Regions from separate parts of the Rattus norvegicus genome. Here region 2 is linked to region 1. Evidence: chromatin contacts called from public Hi-C data. All regions are on one chromosome and are shown on one strand. Each heading gives the region's core, a stretch centred on a gene start, on an enhancer-like site or on the middle of the called end of the contact. The rest is flanking DNA. Distances are from core to core; before and after follow the strand shown. Region 1 has its middle 210 kb from the start of Zfp608. Region 2 has its middle 310 kb from the start of Zfp608.

Region 1 (4,320 bases), core at 1,152-3,651:
GGCAGACGGCTTCTGTGGTAAACTGCTGGCTGTGCATGTGTGAGAACCTGAGTCTGGGTTACCAGCGCTCACATAAAAACTTGACACAGCAGCACTGTGCTGGGAGGAGACAGTGAGACAGTTTTCCCAGGACTGGCTGACTAGTCAGACTAAAACTGAAACAATGAACTCTCTGGTCACTGAGAGATCCTGGCTCATGACAAGATAGCAGAGGAAGATCCTGGACATTGACTTGTACATGCTCATACACACACAACCGGAACAATACCTACACAAACATGTGTACACCATGGACACAGAGAGCGAGAGGAGAATGATGAGGAGGAGAGGGAAGAAAGGAAGAAAAGAAGGAAGAAAGGAAGGCAGGGAGAAAGAAAGAAAAAAGGAAGGAAGGAAGATAGGAAGGGTGGAAGGAAGGAAGGAGGAGGAAGGGAGGAAGGGAGGAAGGAAGGAAGGAAGGAAGGAAGGAAGGAAGGAAGGAAGGAAGGAAATGACGAACCATTAATCTGGTAGGTAAAAGGAAAAGATGAAGAGAATGGAAAATATTACAAAGGAAAGGTTGGTGTTTAGGAGTCTATCACTGTGCTGAATGTGATGACGCACAGGTCTGTAAGTGATACAGACAAATTAGAGGTTCCTTAATAAGAGTGATGGAAGCTTTCTCTCAGGGGAACATCACTCTGGGAACTAAGGTTCCAGACATCAACAGCTACTCAAGTCATTAAGACCAGTGACTTCTGAGTTCCTTGTCCCTTGAACCCAAAGGATGAGTTTCACAGACAAAGAGGGAAAATTATTATAAATCTACAGAAGAGAGCTTAAGAGAAATCAAGCAAAACAGAGCTCCTGCATAGCAAGGGCGGGCCCGATAGAAGGGTTGCCATCTAACTGTCTGATTCTGGACTTTCTAAAGGGCTTAAGGCAGAATCTGGGCTGAGGCACAGAGAGCTGAGTCAGTCTAGTCAGCCTATCCATAAGGGCTCTGCTGACTTCTTGGGTGCAGTGATGCCTCTGCTATATCTTTCGTGCAGGGGAGCAGCTCTGGGTGGTGAGAAAAGAAAAGGAAGGGGGCAAGAAGCCAGAGTAGGTAGTGCAGTCTCTCTGGGCAGGACAGAACCAAGAATATTTCCAACGTCTAACAAAAACAAGAGGAGAGGCAGATCTGCTGCCTTCAACATCCCTGCCCTGAACTGCCTGACCAGATTCCCTCTCCTGTTCTCCATATTAGGTTGGAAATGTTAACAACAAAGAAAAAAAAATACATTATATAACATAACAAACTCTCCAAACTCTACTCTTGCTTATCCACTACACAATAGCACCTTTGCACTTTGAAGTAGTAGTTTAAACATACACATACACATGTGCACATGCACACACACACACACACACAAACACACACACACATACACACACCATCATTTCTCTCTCTGTCTCTCTGTGTCTGTCTTTCTCTCTCTCACACACACAAGCACACACACACACACACACACACACACACACACCACCCTGTCTTTACATACCTCACCCTGTCTTTACACACCCCACCCTGTCTTTATAAATCCTACTCTGTCTCTTTCTCTCTGTGTGTCTCTGCATGTCTCTGTCTCTCTCTCTCTCTCAAACACAAACACACACACACACACACACACACACACACACACACACACGCACACACACACACACACACACCTGCCACAAGGCTTTAGAAAATTTGGTTGAAATCTTCATTCTTAAACTTGAACCTCAAAGTGCTCTCATGCAGAAAAGCTCTGTGTGCCTCAGAGCCCTGAAGACACAAGGAGGCCTGTGCAGCTCCCTGCTTTCCAAGTGACTAATAAAAGGTGTCTTGGCTGTGCTCCATTCCGGCAGGCAAATAGTGTGCCGATTAGTAAGTTACCTTGCCCTAACTCTAGCTGGATGAAAACAAATGACTTTCAGCAAACTCATTTTGTCTCCAACTCTTTGCCAGGAACAGAAAACAGATTCCTTGTGTTCCAGGGCAGAAGAGAAGCAATACCAAGTGGTAGATGGGGTCTGTTTTCTGTTCCTCCCAAGTTCAAAGAGAAGAATTGTTTGCTAGAACAAAATTCTCAAACTTAAAAAAAAAAAGAAAAGGATTCTTATCATTCATTTAGCTTAATAACACAACACGTATATTTGTCAATCAAATTAGAATTACTGTCAGCCCGTAATGCATTTTCGTTTAGCCAATATCAGTCAGTCCTGATTTATTTGCTTAATACAAAATCTAATTGAGTTTCAGGCTGCTTTCCTCTCAGCTGTTAACCGACCAAGTACATCTTTAATTTCCAAGAGCGATGGCGTGCTAGCCATAGAGAGGAAGAACGATCTGCAGCCGGCCCCAGAAGGGTGCCAAAACTCTTCACGCTTTAAACAACAGCCTTTATTATTCTGTAAGTGGATGTGTTGAATTTTCATGCTTTTGTTTCGAGTTCAGTCCTGACAGCAAAGAATAAAGTAGATTTTGCCAGCACCCCTGCTGTGCCCTGGGGGAGAAATTCAATGTGACTCATTTGTCTTAATTGGAGACCCGCCTTCAGCACCAGCTTCTTCTATGAATACATTAGCATAACAGACAAAATCCAAGCCTACTTTTGTAGCAATAGGCCCCCCACCCCTACACACACACACACACACACACACACACACACACATACTTTTTTTTTTAAAGACTAATAAAATCTGCAAGTGAAGTGGGTTTGGTCTCCTGGATTCCTTAGACTTGTGCTTGTAAAATTCATCAAGCTTGTTCTATCTCGGTGCTGTTATTAGAGCCAGTCATGAAGAATGTGATAAATATCGCACATGACAGCAAGCTGAAGGCCTCTCTTTATTCTTCATAATGTGCTAATCCCACAGCCTTGTTCTTTGACTGGTTATGCAGCTTTTTCCGTGGGGAGAGTTGGTTTTACACAGACGTGGCGACTGTGGAGCTGTTCTGAACGAGTGGGGAGGGGGCAGGGGACTTAGTGGCGAAAGAAAAATCCTTACTTAGGTGAATTTATTAACAGTAAAACAAATGTGGTTGTCTCCTTCAAGCCAGGATGTTAAACTCTTGCCAGTTTATGGGAGAAATATTCAATTTGTCTTCAGGTTTTTCATATGACAAAAGGGCTCCGTGTCTGGACAAACAGCCTGGCTGCTTAAATCATTTCCTTGCCCAGATCCCTCTCTATCAGATTGAACTAATGGAATTTAAAGGTGGCTATTTCAAAGGAAATATTTCCTCCCCATGTTCCCTGGGCCAGAGTTAATTCTTTGAGCACATCTGTTCACCTTGTTTGCCTCGGCCAGTGTGTGAAGGAGATGAAAAGCGAGGAAAAAAAGTATCCCCCCCCCCAAGAAAAAAAAAATATATCCTGGAAGTGTATCTGCCTCTCAAAAATTACCTAACAAATCTCTATCTGTCTCTGTCTCTTTCTCTCTCCTTCCGTCCCTTCCCCACTCTCTCTACCTCCCCCAACACCTCCCTCCCTCCCTTTGCCCCCACTTTCCTTGTCTGCAACTAACATTCACCACCTCATTTCCTAGAATGCTTCCAGGAATTTCAAATAAGATAGGGTATTGGGTCTGTGGGTCTGTGCGCTTTTGTTCTTGCTGTAAAGCACTTGTTTTGTTTTGCATTATTCTGTATGCCCACTTAAAAATTAAATACAGTTTGAGTCAAGTCCTCCCGGGTAAAGAGAAGGCAAAATCATTTTTGGAATAATAATGAGGAGATACAGAAATTCTTATGACCCAGAGAGAATCAATTCTTCCTTCTATGTAAATCCCAACAGGAGTTTTGCCACATTTAAAAGCTGAGATGGCTTCCTAAGAAGCTTCCAGGGAAAACAGAGACTGAGGCTGGCACCTCCCACCCCTGGCATTCTCCTCAACCCAATAAACAATTGACAGGCTGTGCTGAGGCAGTGTGTGTCAGGAACTGGGAAAGAAAGGTTTGCTTTCTTGTGTAAATGAATATAAAAGGAATCACTTGGCTTGATCGGTCCTGTAAGAGGCCGTCAGCTGGCCACTTTATTGCTTGTACCGTTTACATTACAAGAGTCACAAGCAGGTTAAGGGGTTTATCTGATAATTCTCCTTGCTTTCTAAACAAACATTCTAGCCACAGGGAAAGTTTTTTTAATCACCCAACTCCTCCAGTAACTCACACCCTGTCCTGTCTGGGCCAGGAGGAGAAGAGTCATTTTCTGGGAATCCATTTTCTCACTCCCGTCATCTCAAACTCCTTGTTGTATGATGGTAGGCTTCTAGCAGTGTCCAGATATTATAAGGAATGAGAAATGAGAGGCG
Region 2 (4,320 bases), core at 1,113-3,612, 100 kb before region 1:
CATCTGCATAAATAAAGGTAAAATTTTAAAAGAGAAAAACTATGATTTTTGTTTTGTTCTGTTTTGTTTTATGTAGCCTAGCTGACCTCAATTTTAGGACCTTCCTCTCTCAGCCTGAGTGCTAGGATTACAATTGTGGGGGTGCTGACCTCAGGTTCCTGGGGTGACATGGTCATTGTTCCTTTGAATTCTCAGCTGCTGAGATTACCACAGGAGACCGGCATAAGAGTGGGCCTATTAATTTTCCATCATGGCAGTGGGGTACACAGGCCTGCTCCTCCCTTCAAATATATACGGGTTGTAAGCTGGAAGAGAGGCCGTTCTTCCATGATGTAAGCACCCCCAAGTTGTTCATGTAACTCCCTCCAACCACACTGACTAATGCACACAGCTAGAACTGATCATTTCTGCCATTGGTACCCCGTCTGCATCGAGTAGAAGGTCTGTTCACGTCTCCCCAGTTAAAGTTCACAGGCCAACAACCATGTCATCCTTCCCAACTGAGGAACTGTCTATATACAAGGCAAACAGCACAGACAGGCAAAGCCAGGAGAGTTTATCTCCAGCCCCACCTGCCTGACATTGGAGGTGGGCTCTGCGCTGCTCTGGCCTGTTTAGAAAGTGCATAGGAACAACAACAAGCATTTGTGCTCCCAAATGCTTTTCACTGAAGCATTTCAGTAGCTGCTTAAGCGAACTCAGTGTTAACTTCAGCTGCCAATTTTAGAATTAAACGGCTTACATTACTACAACATTTTAGCGGAGCGTGTTTTCCAAAATAAATGTCTTTAAATCCGCACTCCCACCAAACTGATTAGAGATGTGAACTCAGAAAATACAGCAAAATACTGCAGAGCAGCAGAGGGAAGAAAAACACGTGTTGGTTTCATACGGAAAAGGGCCTCTTCCCTCCCCCACCCCTGCCCAAGGCGCACACACTTCAGGATTGAACAAAGTGCATTCTGTGTTTCAGGATCAGAGAGCCCACTGTGGTGTTCACTGTTTTCAGTTAAAGTCGCATTAGTCATTCCATTGACATTTCTGTAACCTAAGTTTACATGTTGAGGCGAATGAGAAGCTCCTCTCTGTTTTCTAAGCTGGAGGGTTTTACAAAGGTGGGGCTCAGAGCAGCTTAGGAAGTCCAACCACCAGGACTAAAAATAGCTGAAGTCGTACCTTCTGGGAGTAAGGATGCCACCTCTCTTCACGGGGCCCATCTTTACAGTGCTGGGAGGTAATGAGCCACAGAGTGATTATTTCAGGGCTCTGTCACAGCAGTTGGCAAAGGAGTTTGGTTGTCACTGGGATGGCGTTCCTTAGAAAATCTTGTCAGTGTGTACTGTCAGGAGGAGACAGGGAATCTTTATTCCACACTCCTACTTTTCCCCTCCACCTGGGATGGAGGTAACGTCTGATTATGCGTATGGCATATAGACTGTTATTTAATTAAATGTGAACGCAGCCTTTTCATGTACCATACCCAAATTTTGAAACGTGGCCCAGTTTTCCTTCTATTTAAAATACATGGAGCAACATGTAAAAAGGATCACATAGTTAATAGCAGATGTGACAGTGACTTCTGTGTTCTCTTCCTGGGTACCAGCACTGACGAAGGAATATTTTGAGGACTCGCTCTCTTGGCGGTCCATAGAATAGAGTAGTTGTGTTCTAACCAACACCATTTTCGTAAAATTGCCAGGGTGGCTTTGTTGCAATGCTAGCATCTGAATTTGTTTGATGTAAATGATTTGAGGGTGTCCAAAAGCCAAACCACGGATTAACCAGGGAGGGTTTATTTAAACTTGTATGCTCTCTTAGAAGCTTCTTGGTAAACTAGGAAATGAATGCAAGTTTGAGTAAAAGATATGTTTGCAGGCACTGCCTAGAGAGAATATCTGAGGCTTATTTAGCTAATTATTAGTATTCCTATAACTAGACAGAAAATTTTAACTAAGATCAGCCCTGTAAAATGCTTCCCCATTGAACTGTCCATTAAGAGTAGATGCCAGGAATCCTAAAAGTTGCTGTACTTTTCTTAGTAGAAATATTCCAAAAATAGTTGTACTCCTGCTCTACAAGTAAATCATTGTAAAATTATAAAACAAGATATTGCAGGGTCACACACAGGGTCATACACAATCAGATAAGCTGTTTTATTTTTATTAAGTCTTTAAATTTTTAATGAAGCTGTTATATATATATACATATATATATATATATATATATATTGGGGGGGGTCCTTTGCCCAGTTGCAGACTTTCCTCAAGTTCATATAGAAAAGGATGTCTTGCAGCCTGGTGCCCAGTTCCTGCACTGTGTATTCAGATCCAAGTCTGCTCCTAAGTTTCTTTCAGTAATATAATTAGGTCAAAGACTAAAAATACTGTCTGGCTTTCGGAAGGGCAGCTCTGTGCCAGCCAATCTAACAGAGCCGCATATGCTACGTAAACATGGAAGACTCATGCTTGCTTTTGATTACATTGTCTTCAACATTCTTCAGCTTCCATCACAAGAGGAAAAGGACATAGAAAATTCAAAACACGTTGTGCTAAGCATTTTTTCCCCATTAGTGTTTAAACTCATGCATGTGGCGAGGGAAATAAAATCCTTGTGTTTCTGATTCATTTACACTTAACTCACCGCAATGTTCTTTTTAAAAAAATAGGGGGAGGGGGGAGAAGAAAAAGAAAAGAAGAGAAGAACCAAGAACCGCCTACGAGCCTTCAGAGCCTGGTTTTTCTTTTATTTGGTTCTATCATGTTGACTCACGGCTCAAGGTTCAAGGTCCGTGCACAGCGCTGAACTCATGTGGTAAGAATAAGCCTGAAACTTCACAAAACAAACGTGCTCCATGACCTTCTCTAAAAATAACTCTGGTTAAGCTTTGGGGGTGACATTGTGTCAGTTTAGTTTCCACCCAGAGTTAGAGTCAGAGTGAATGAAACAAAGGAAAAGCAAACAAGAAAGCACTGGAAGGAGGGGACAAAGAAAGAAAGTGCAGAGAGGGCCTTTCTAGAGCTGTTCCTTGCCCTTCTACTACTAGCTAAGGTATAGCTGAGTGAATGTATGACCCTTCCACTTTGGGCCACAAACTTCACATTTATTAAAAAACCAAAAACCAAAAAACAAAAAAACAAGGTCAGAATTTGGAGTGTTGGCCAAAATGATAACGATGCAAACAATGTACGAGTCTATCTCTTACATCTTATTAAGTGATAGCAGTGATTCACAGCCTTCCTAATGCTGGCCCTCATGTTGTGGTGACCCACCCCCAACCATAAAATTATTTTCATGGTGACTTTATAACTGCAACTTTGATACTGTTATGAATGTACATATCTGATATGCCGGATATCTGATATTCAACCCTCCCCCAAAGTAGTCTCAACCCACATGTTGAGAAAGGGGGCTTTATAGACTGACATCTGAACAGGAAATAAATTGAGCCAGACGACTAAGGGGATCTGTGATCACGTGACTCAGCCTAATGTAAAAGACCTCCAGCTTTGTCTCTACACTTCACTAATATTTTGCAATGACCTAGCTGCCTCAGTTTCCCCAGCTTCACATTCCTATTTATTTACTTGCTTCACATTCCTATTTTCACTCCATTCCAGGGTCCTTCTTGATCTGAGGCTTGGTGTCAGGTGTCTGCTGTCTATAATCGATGCTTGGACATGAAGCATCTCCTTCCTTCTTAACATGAGATTTGGCCCAGAAAAATCATTCATTGTTTTTTGGTTTCTTAAACTCCTTCCTGTTTCCAGGCACAAAAGGCTCCCTGATGAAACAGCTCTTCCAAGTCTGAGGAGGTCCTGGGGATTTATTGCCATGTAGTGTATATACAGACACTAAGCTTGCCTGCTTTCAGCCAGGTATTCTGGTCAAAACTTACATAGCATGACAAAGAATAAAAAATTTCCTTCCAACACAAAGCCACAGGAGAGTTCTTCTAGTATGTGTTAAGTGGGTTTTTTGTTGTTGTTTTGGTTCAAACGAAAGTATCATCAAAACCTCAGAGAATAACATTTGTCCCTTTTCTTTTTTCTCATTTCCTGAGGGAAATTGCCTGGTGGCTACTTTGCAGTGTTTGGTGAAGACAACCAGTGTGGGGGAGGAGACGTTGGGAACTGAGGGGGTAGGATGGGCTTTTGTACAGTCTCAGAAGTTCCTTCATTTAAGAAGCTCTAATTCTCAGTACACCAAATGGTGACGTCATGTTGTCAGTACTCCACTTCTTCTGATTACGATTTTAACATCTTTTGGTTATTCCTCCTTGTGATGGTTTGTATATACTCAGCCTAGGGAGTAGCACTATTA

Evidence for each region. A called contact is a pair of places that touch in the nucleus more often than the background predicts.
Region 2: a contact with region 1 is called in a Hi-C map of the Rat2 cell line, with 4 times the contacts expected there. The contact joins two enhancer-like sites. A contact is called at or near these places in 2 of 12 Hi-C or Micro-C datasets (the Rat2 cell line and Schwann cells).

What each region holds. Positions count from the first base shown.
Region 1 is chr18:50,812,547-50,816,866 of GRCr8, reverse strand. No RefSeq gene overlaps it. Among named protein-coding and RNA genes, the nearest start is that of Zfp608, 210 kb to the right of the region's middle. Within about 2 kb of position 2,401, at least 37 of the 93 cell types and tissues checked have an H3K27ac peak or open chromatin away from gene starts, as enhancers often do. A contact at or near this core is called in Schwann cells, where this site is marked.
Region 2 is chr18:50,914,178-50,918,497 of GRCr8, reverse strand. No RefSeq gene overlaps it. Among named protein-coding and RNA genes, the nearest start is that of Zfp608, 310 kb to the right of the region's middle. Within about 2 kb of position 2,362, at least 45 of the 93 cell types and tissues checked have an H3K27ac peak or open chromatin away from gene starts, as enhancers often do. A contact at or near this core is called in Schwann cells, where this site is marked.